2 separate regions of the Mus musculus genome follow, and region 1 is linked to region 2. The links are chromatin contacts, called in public promoter capture Hi-C maps. All regions are on one chromosome and are shown on one strand. Each heading gives the region's core, a stretch centred on a gene start, on an enhancer-like site or on the middle of the called end of the contact. The rest is flanking DNA. Distances are from core to core; before and after follow the strand shown.

The links. Promoter capture Hi-C pulls out the DNA fragments that hold promoters and counts their contacts.
Region 1: a contact with region 2 is called in a promoter capture Hi-C map of liver. The contact joins the enhancer-like site here to the promoter of Rpa1 in region 2. A contact is called at or near these places in 5 of 39 promoter capture datasets (the C10 cell line, the HPC-7 cell line, embryonic stem cells and 1 more), 4 of 484 Hi-C or Micro-C datasets (B cells, CD8 T cells, the HL-1 cell line and 1 more), 4 of 115 datasets of contacts at active chromatin or transcription factors (embryonic limb bud, embryonic stem cells, memory CD8 T cells and 1 more) and 3 of 9 other capture datasets (adipose tissue, liver and pancreatic islet).

The regions. Positions count from the first base shown.
Region 1 is chr11:75,562,975-75,566,193 of GRCm38.p6, reverse strand. It overlaps Slc43a2 (solute carrier family 43, member 2), which reads right to left. Exons shown (of 14, transcript NM_001199283.1): 8 at 3,001-3,203; 9 at 2,486-2,632. Among named protein-coding and RNA genes, the nearest start is that of Mir3971, 13 kb to the right of the region's middle. Within about 2 kb of position 1,868, at least 125 of the 459 cell types and tissues checked have an H3K27ac peak or open chromatin away from gene starts, as enhancers often do. A contact at or near this core is called in the HL-1 cell line, adipose tissue, liver and 3 more, where this site is marked.
Region 2 is chr11:75,346,787-75,349,771 of GRCm38.p6, reverse strand. Rpa1 (replication protein A1) reads left to right here and starts at 1,389. Exons shown (of 17, transcript NM_026653.2): 1 at 1,389-1,546. The coding sequence starts at 1,514. It overlaps Smyd4 (SET and MYND domain containing 4), which reads right to left and starts at 1,339. Exons shown (of 11, transcript NM_001102611.1): 1 at 1,021-1,339; 2 at 1-103. The coding sequence starts at 91.

The sequences.
Region 1 (3,219 bases), core at 619-3,118, 220 kb before region 2:
TGCTGCCCATGGGCATGCTGGTGTGTCAGGCCTGTGGCCCTGGTCTGGGCACCATGATGAAGTAGCATGCTGGAGGCAGCAGGCCTGGCAGAAGCGGAGTTCTACCATGTGGCCCGTGGGAGAGCTGCCCTGTCACTGCACTCAGAGAGAAGGAAAGGTCAGAGGATCTGTGCCAGGCACACAGTCATCTGACACCACAAGTCTCCCTAGACAGCCAGGCTTCTTCCTTCAGCTCCCTGACCCAGGGCAGCCCTTCTGAGCAGAGCCAGGCCTGTGAGTACTGGATGCTGGAGACTAGGGGAATACAGTGCTTGTCTACTCTACTCCAGACTTCTTCTCCTGAGCTCTCTACTTCTTGAAGCTGACACTTTTTTTGTTTGTTTTGTTTTTTTAGATAAGGTTTTACTGTGTAGCCAAACTGGACTCAAAATCATAATCTTCCTGCCTCACTCTGTCTAGTCCCTGAGATTGTGGGAGTGTATCAGGATTTCCATCCCCCTCCGCCCCCCGTTTTGTCTTTTTTAAGACAGGGTGTCTCTGTGTAGCCATGGCTACCCTAGATAAAATTCGCTCTGTAGACCAGGCTGGCCTTGAACCCACAGAGATTCACCTGCCTCTGCCACCTGAGTGCTGGATATTGAATGCACAGGGGAAGAAGAGAACCAACTCCTGACCACTGTGTGCTACTTCCACGCTAGCAGCAAGCATCTCTTCCTGCTGAGTTGGTCCCATCGAAAGGTTTTTTTATTTCAGTGAAATACCAGAAGATTAAGCTGCGTGTGACGTAGTTCCAGTCCCGGGCTGAGACAGGAGGACCACCTACTGTCTGAAGCCAACCCTGTCTACCAAGTAAGTCCCATGCCAGCCTAGTCTACCACATCTCAAAAACAAAACAAAACAAAACAAAACAAAAACAAAAAATGTTCTACTAGGTAGGGTGGTTCACACTTGTAGTCATAGCTACAGGAGACTAAAGCAGGCAGGTACCTGGAGAGGCTAAACAGCAGCGAGCAAGGCTCATCTAGATCTACTGCCCCTAACCCATGCAGGCCTCCAATGTGCCCTGCAACCTCAGAGGACTCTGAACCTTGCCTTTCCACTTCCACCTCTGAGTGCTGGGATCACAGGCAGTCATCGCTGTGCAACTTATGTGGTGCAAGTGCCATGAGCGCTAAGAAAGCACTCTACCATCAAGACCCCCTATATTACCAAAAAAAAAAAAAAATTGTTCCAGGGGTATAAAGTTAGGAAATTATAGCCAGGCAGTGGTGGTGTACAACTTTGATCCTGCAACCTCTCGAGAAGCAGAAGCAGGCAGATCTCTGTGAGTTCGAGGCCAGCCTGGTCTACAGAGTGAGTTCCAGGACAGCCAGGGCTACACAGAGAAACAGTCTCAAAAAAGAAAAAAACCAAAACCAAAACCAAAACAAACAAATAAAAAAGTTAGGGAACTATCATTAGATTAAACAAAGCTTAAGGTCTTCTCCTCCTAAGGCCCTGAGGTCATTACCAAGGCCCATCATGATTTTTTTTTTGCTCATTACATTCGGCTTCTTTCCACTTCTCCCCTCTGAGAAGCCATTAGTTGCCAGGAGCTTTTCCCTCTGTGAAAGCCAGCCTTCCTGTCCCTGCGGATAACTGGTATTTGGCCCCTTGCAAGGACTGCGTTATCTTTCCCTGGGTAAAAACAAGTTAGCCAACAAAAGAAAGTGGCAGGCCGGTGAGACTGCCAACAAAGATTTGCCACCGAGTGTGTTTGTCCTGCTTGCTCAGGATGACTAAAGCTGACTCAGCCAGGCCTGGGGAAGTCCTGACTTTCTCTGCGCAGCAAAGCCCCTCGTCAGCTCAAGACCTGCTACTGTTTTCCTGTGGGTTATCAGTTCTGTTTCCCAGAGTGAACAAGCCTCAACTGGAGTACTTCGTTCCTGGGAAGCCTCTGTTTTCCCTGGTTCCCAGGGCAGGACATCGATCATAGAGTAGGCCCCCACTGACCCGTAGTCCTCAGTCGGGACAAAGGTCCTCCCTCAGCCCCCAGGTTGTCCAAGTGCCAAGCTAGTCCCTTTGGATCAGGGATGTGACGGGTGGGGCTGGGCTGCTGTCTTCGGCTCTGGGTCGTGTTCTCAGCAGACAGCCCGCAGTCCTCCCCACTGGCACTGAAAGCATTCACCCCACACCCGAAACACAGCGCTATTTCAGTCCTCTCCCTCCTTAGCCGGGAAAACCCTGATGGGGACATGAAAGAACAGTCAAGCTGGCCGTGACAAGACAAGCCAGCAGGGCCTCAGACACGGCAACTTCACAGCCCTACTGATGTGATCTAGGTCACAAAGTACATAAGCTGGAGGGGACGGAGGGCTTTATTGGGCTGGTGAGAGTAGCAGCACTGCCCTACCCTGGAGGGATGCATCAAGGAAGGCCCAGAGGTATGTGTGTGTGTGTGTGTGTGTGTGTGTGTGTGTGTGTGTGTGTAGTGGGGGACACTTACCTGTCTTCTGGTCCCCCCTGACCAGGAACTCAAGGATGCTGTTCATAGCCCCCATGTAGAAGATAAGTCGCAGCTGTGTGACACACATGGTGACCAGGCTGAGCACCAGGAGGGGGCTGAACACACTGTGCATAAACGATGGGGCCGCTGTGGGAAGAAGGCATAAAGCTCAGGTTCAGGAAATATGGCCCATCCAGCACCCAGGGCCTGGGGAAGGGACGAAGGCTCAGTGTGTGGACTATGCTGGCGGTGAGGGACAGTGAAGAGCCCCGCTGAGGTCTGTGGTCTTGATGCTCATCAGCAGACCCCCTAAGCTCTGCGGAACTCAGTGTAACCAGGTCCCTCTCCCCCTTTAAGACAGAATAGGTATGCAGTGAGAAGATACCCAGAGTCTCAGTCAGTGATTACCAATCAAGGGGGCTGTGGGCTAGACCTGCAGTGTAAATGCAGCTACCCTCCCCCTGCCCCCGGGTCTCTTGGGCCAACCTGGATAGGGACAGTCATGTTTTGGGTACCTGCAGCATCAGGCTGGCACTTCACCTCCAGGTCCACAGTGGACAGACACAGCTTGTGGCCCTCCTGCAGGGCGGCTTGCTCCTTGGCAGTCCGCATAGAGCTGCCCACGCTCAGACGGCGCCCCACTGTGGTCACCTGCTTGTAGAACTGCTTCCCTGTGATCTTGTGGTCAAAGCCTAGCCAGCTGAACTTGATCTTCACCCTAGCAGCCATAGGAA
Region 2 (2,985 bases), core at 140-2,639:
CTGCTGTAGAAATTGTGTCCTGCACAGACTTCGGGAGTGAAGCCCACTTCTTAAGTAGGTAGGACTTCCATTCATCCACCGGTAGATCCATGCTGCCGCAGCTCTGTAAAGTCAGAACATGAAGATTCAGCTTTCTATTAATGCATAGTTCTAGAAAATCGAGATTTCATCCTACCAAGTGACACGCAACCAAAATCATTTCTTCTGGGGTTTTCTATAGCTGTTGATATGCTGAAGGAGAGTTAATCTGTGGTGTGGTACCAATTCACCCAGACATATTCTTTGGAACTGTTTGAGAAACTATAGTAGGTTGTGGTTGTACAAACAGAGATCAAAATACCAGTAGATGGCTACTATTCCAGTCTTTCTAGACCTGTTTACCTTAGTTGCCCAAAGTTTTCCAGACTTCTTACTCCAGCAACTATGAAGTTAAATATTTTCATTTCTTAGACGGCTCAGTTTTCTGTTTTGATCTCCAGGTCTTTCTTTCAGTTCATATAGCCTCTCTCCCTTTTTATTTTTATTACTTTTTTTTTTTGAGACCGGATCTTATGTTAGCCTGGCTGGCTTCGAACTCAGAGATCTGCCTGCTTTTACCTCGAATGCCACCACGCCTGGGTCCCAAATTTTGATTTTTCAGGGTCTCATTTAGTTCAGGTTGACCTCGAACTCAACGGTGTTAAGGGTGACCTTGAACTTTTGCTGCTTCTACATCCCAAAGGCTGGGATTACAAACAGATCAGAGCCAGCCAGCACGCCAGGCTCTCCAATACTTTTGCATAGGCCATTTGGGCTTTTAGGAACATCACTATCCTCACTGGAATCCACCTGACAAATTTCTACACACACTTTAACTCAGTTCAAACCGCATCGCCTCTCGAAAGCCTGATTGATTTTTGACCCCCACTCTGGAGCTCCACATGTGTGGCCCATATCGCGTCTACCATCCTTGAGGCTGGGTTCCTTGCGGCCACAACTCTCAGGTGGAACTCAAGAGGGCGGAGACTGAGTCTGATTTACCTTGTTTATCCCACAGTGCCAAGCTCTGGGCCTGGCACCGGCGCCGGGCACGCACTGCGTGAAGAAGTACCCAGGTCACTGCTTTGACTATATTTAGCAGCAGTTACCAGGGGAGAGCTCCGACTGTTCCCTGGGTTGCCATTCTGTCTGTCCGCCAAAGGACTGGGCGGGCAAAGTTCCGACAGCTGGCGGGGGAACAACTCAGTAGCACCGCGCTGACACAGGCGCACTGCGACCCAGCGCCCCGCCCTCACGTCCCGCCATCCCGCCACTAGGCCTCGAACCCGGCCTCGGAAGAGTCACGTGCTCTGCCTGCCGCGCGGTAGCCAATGCGGTGGCTATCGGCGTCTAGGCCCGCCCCTCGCACCGCGCTCACGCTGGGGGCGGATCGGCACGCACAGTTGCTCTAGCCAATCGTTGAGCAGCCCGCGGGACCCCGGCAGAGAAGCTCAGGCGGTGCAAGAGCGCGAGCGCGGGAGTTAGCGGTGCAGCCATGGTGGGACACCTGAGCGAGGGGGCCATCGAGGTAAGGAGACGACCCTGAGCGGGCTCGATGGCCCTAGCAGCGCGGCCTTGGAGCGGTGCAAAGAGGACCCGGGGAGGGAGCCGCTGTCGATCGGGAGAGCGTCAGGGAGGAAATTATACGGCCGCGGGGGAGCATCCCGGGGTCTCTAAGACCATCAGAGGATGCTGGAGGCAACCCGGTACTGGCAGAAGAACTCACGAGTTTTTTTAGTTTGTTTACATCTAAGAAAACAAGACAAATAAACATGCCGCTGTCTATCTTCGGCGGCCTCTGTTTCCTCCCTTTCTCCATCACCCCAAACTTTTTGGACTTGTTTTCGGCTGTTTTACTTCTTTTACATCCTCCTAACTCATTATTGCTACTAGACATCTCTCTGGTCACGAGAGAGAAAACGCTGACCGAAGTCACCAGTGGCTTCCCAGTAGCCAAATCAGAAGACATTTTAAAATTTTTCAGCCGACCTAATTGTTTGAGCTTGTTGGCTTCTTTCTGCTAACACTCCTCTCTTGCTAGTGTTCTGTGTTTCATGTTGACAACTTTTTCCTTATTTTACCGGCAAACCCCATAGATTTTTTTGTCGAGCCAAGGCCCTCTGCAGACTAGTTTATAGCCCTTCACCTGCATGTTATTAATTCTTTCCTGCTGAGCTTCCTTCGATCTGCCCTCTATCTTCAAAGTCATTTTCAATTGAACATATATCAGAGCAAATCCTTTATGTCCCTCTAAGTCTGAATTTTAAAAAAGAGTGTGTGTGCGCGTGCGCCAGTGTGTAGTATGTACACATATGTATGACATCTTGGGGATGGCGAATGTGCGTCGGATGCCAGAGGACAACTCTGGGACGTTGTTTCTCTTCCCACTCCGCTGTGGATTCTGTGGATTGAGCTCAGGTAGCTGGGCTTACACAGCAGGCACCTCTACCACAGAGCATCCTTTTGCCCGACTCTGGACACCTAGTCCATCACCAGTTGAAGTATATTTTAACTCCACACTTAACTTTTCCATCCCCACTGGAATAGTCTTTTTTTTTTTTAAAGATTTATTTATTGATTATATGTAAGTACACTGTAGCTGTCTTCATACACTCCAGAAGAGGGAGTCAGATCTTGTTACGGATGGTTGTGAGCCACCATGTGGTTGCTGGGATTTGAACTCCTGACCTTCGGAAGAGCAGTCGGGTGCTCTTACCCACTGAGCCATCTCACCAGCCCTGGAATAGTCTTTTGTTGGCTGAACTAGTCAATTTCAGTCAGCACACTCTTCTCACAGTCTCCTTGCCAGGCCTTGTTTGTTTTTTTCTTTTTAAATATATTTTTGCTCTAGAGGCCATTGATAGTTCCAGTTTCTTTTGCTACCACAGTGTTCCTGTTCAGCTCAGTTGTTACTGAGTTGGTTGGCAAAGTAACTAGCCCAAATCCATGCATTTGGAGACTCCAACT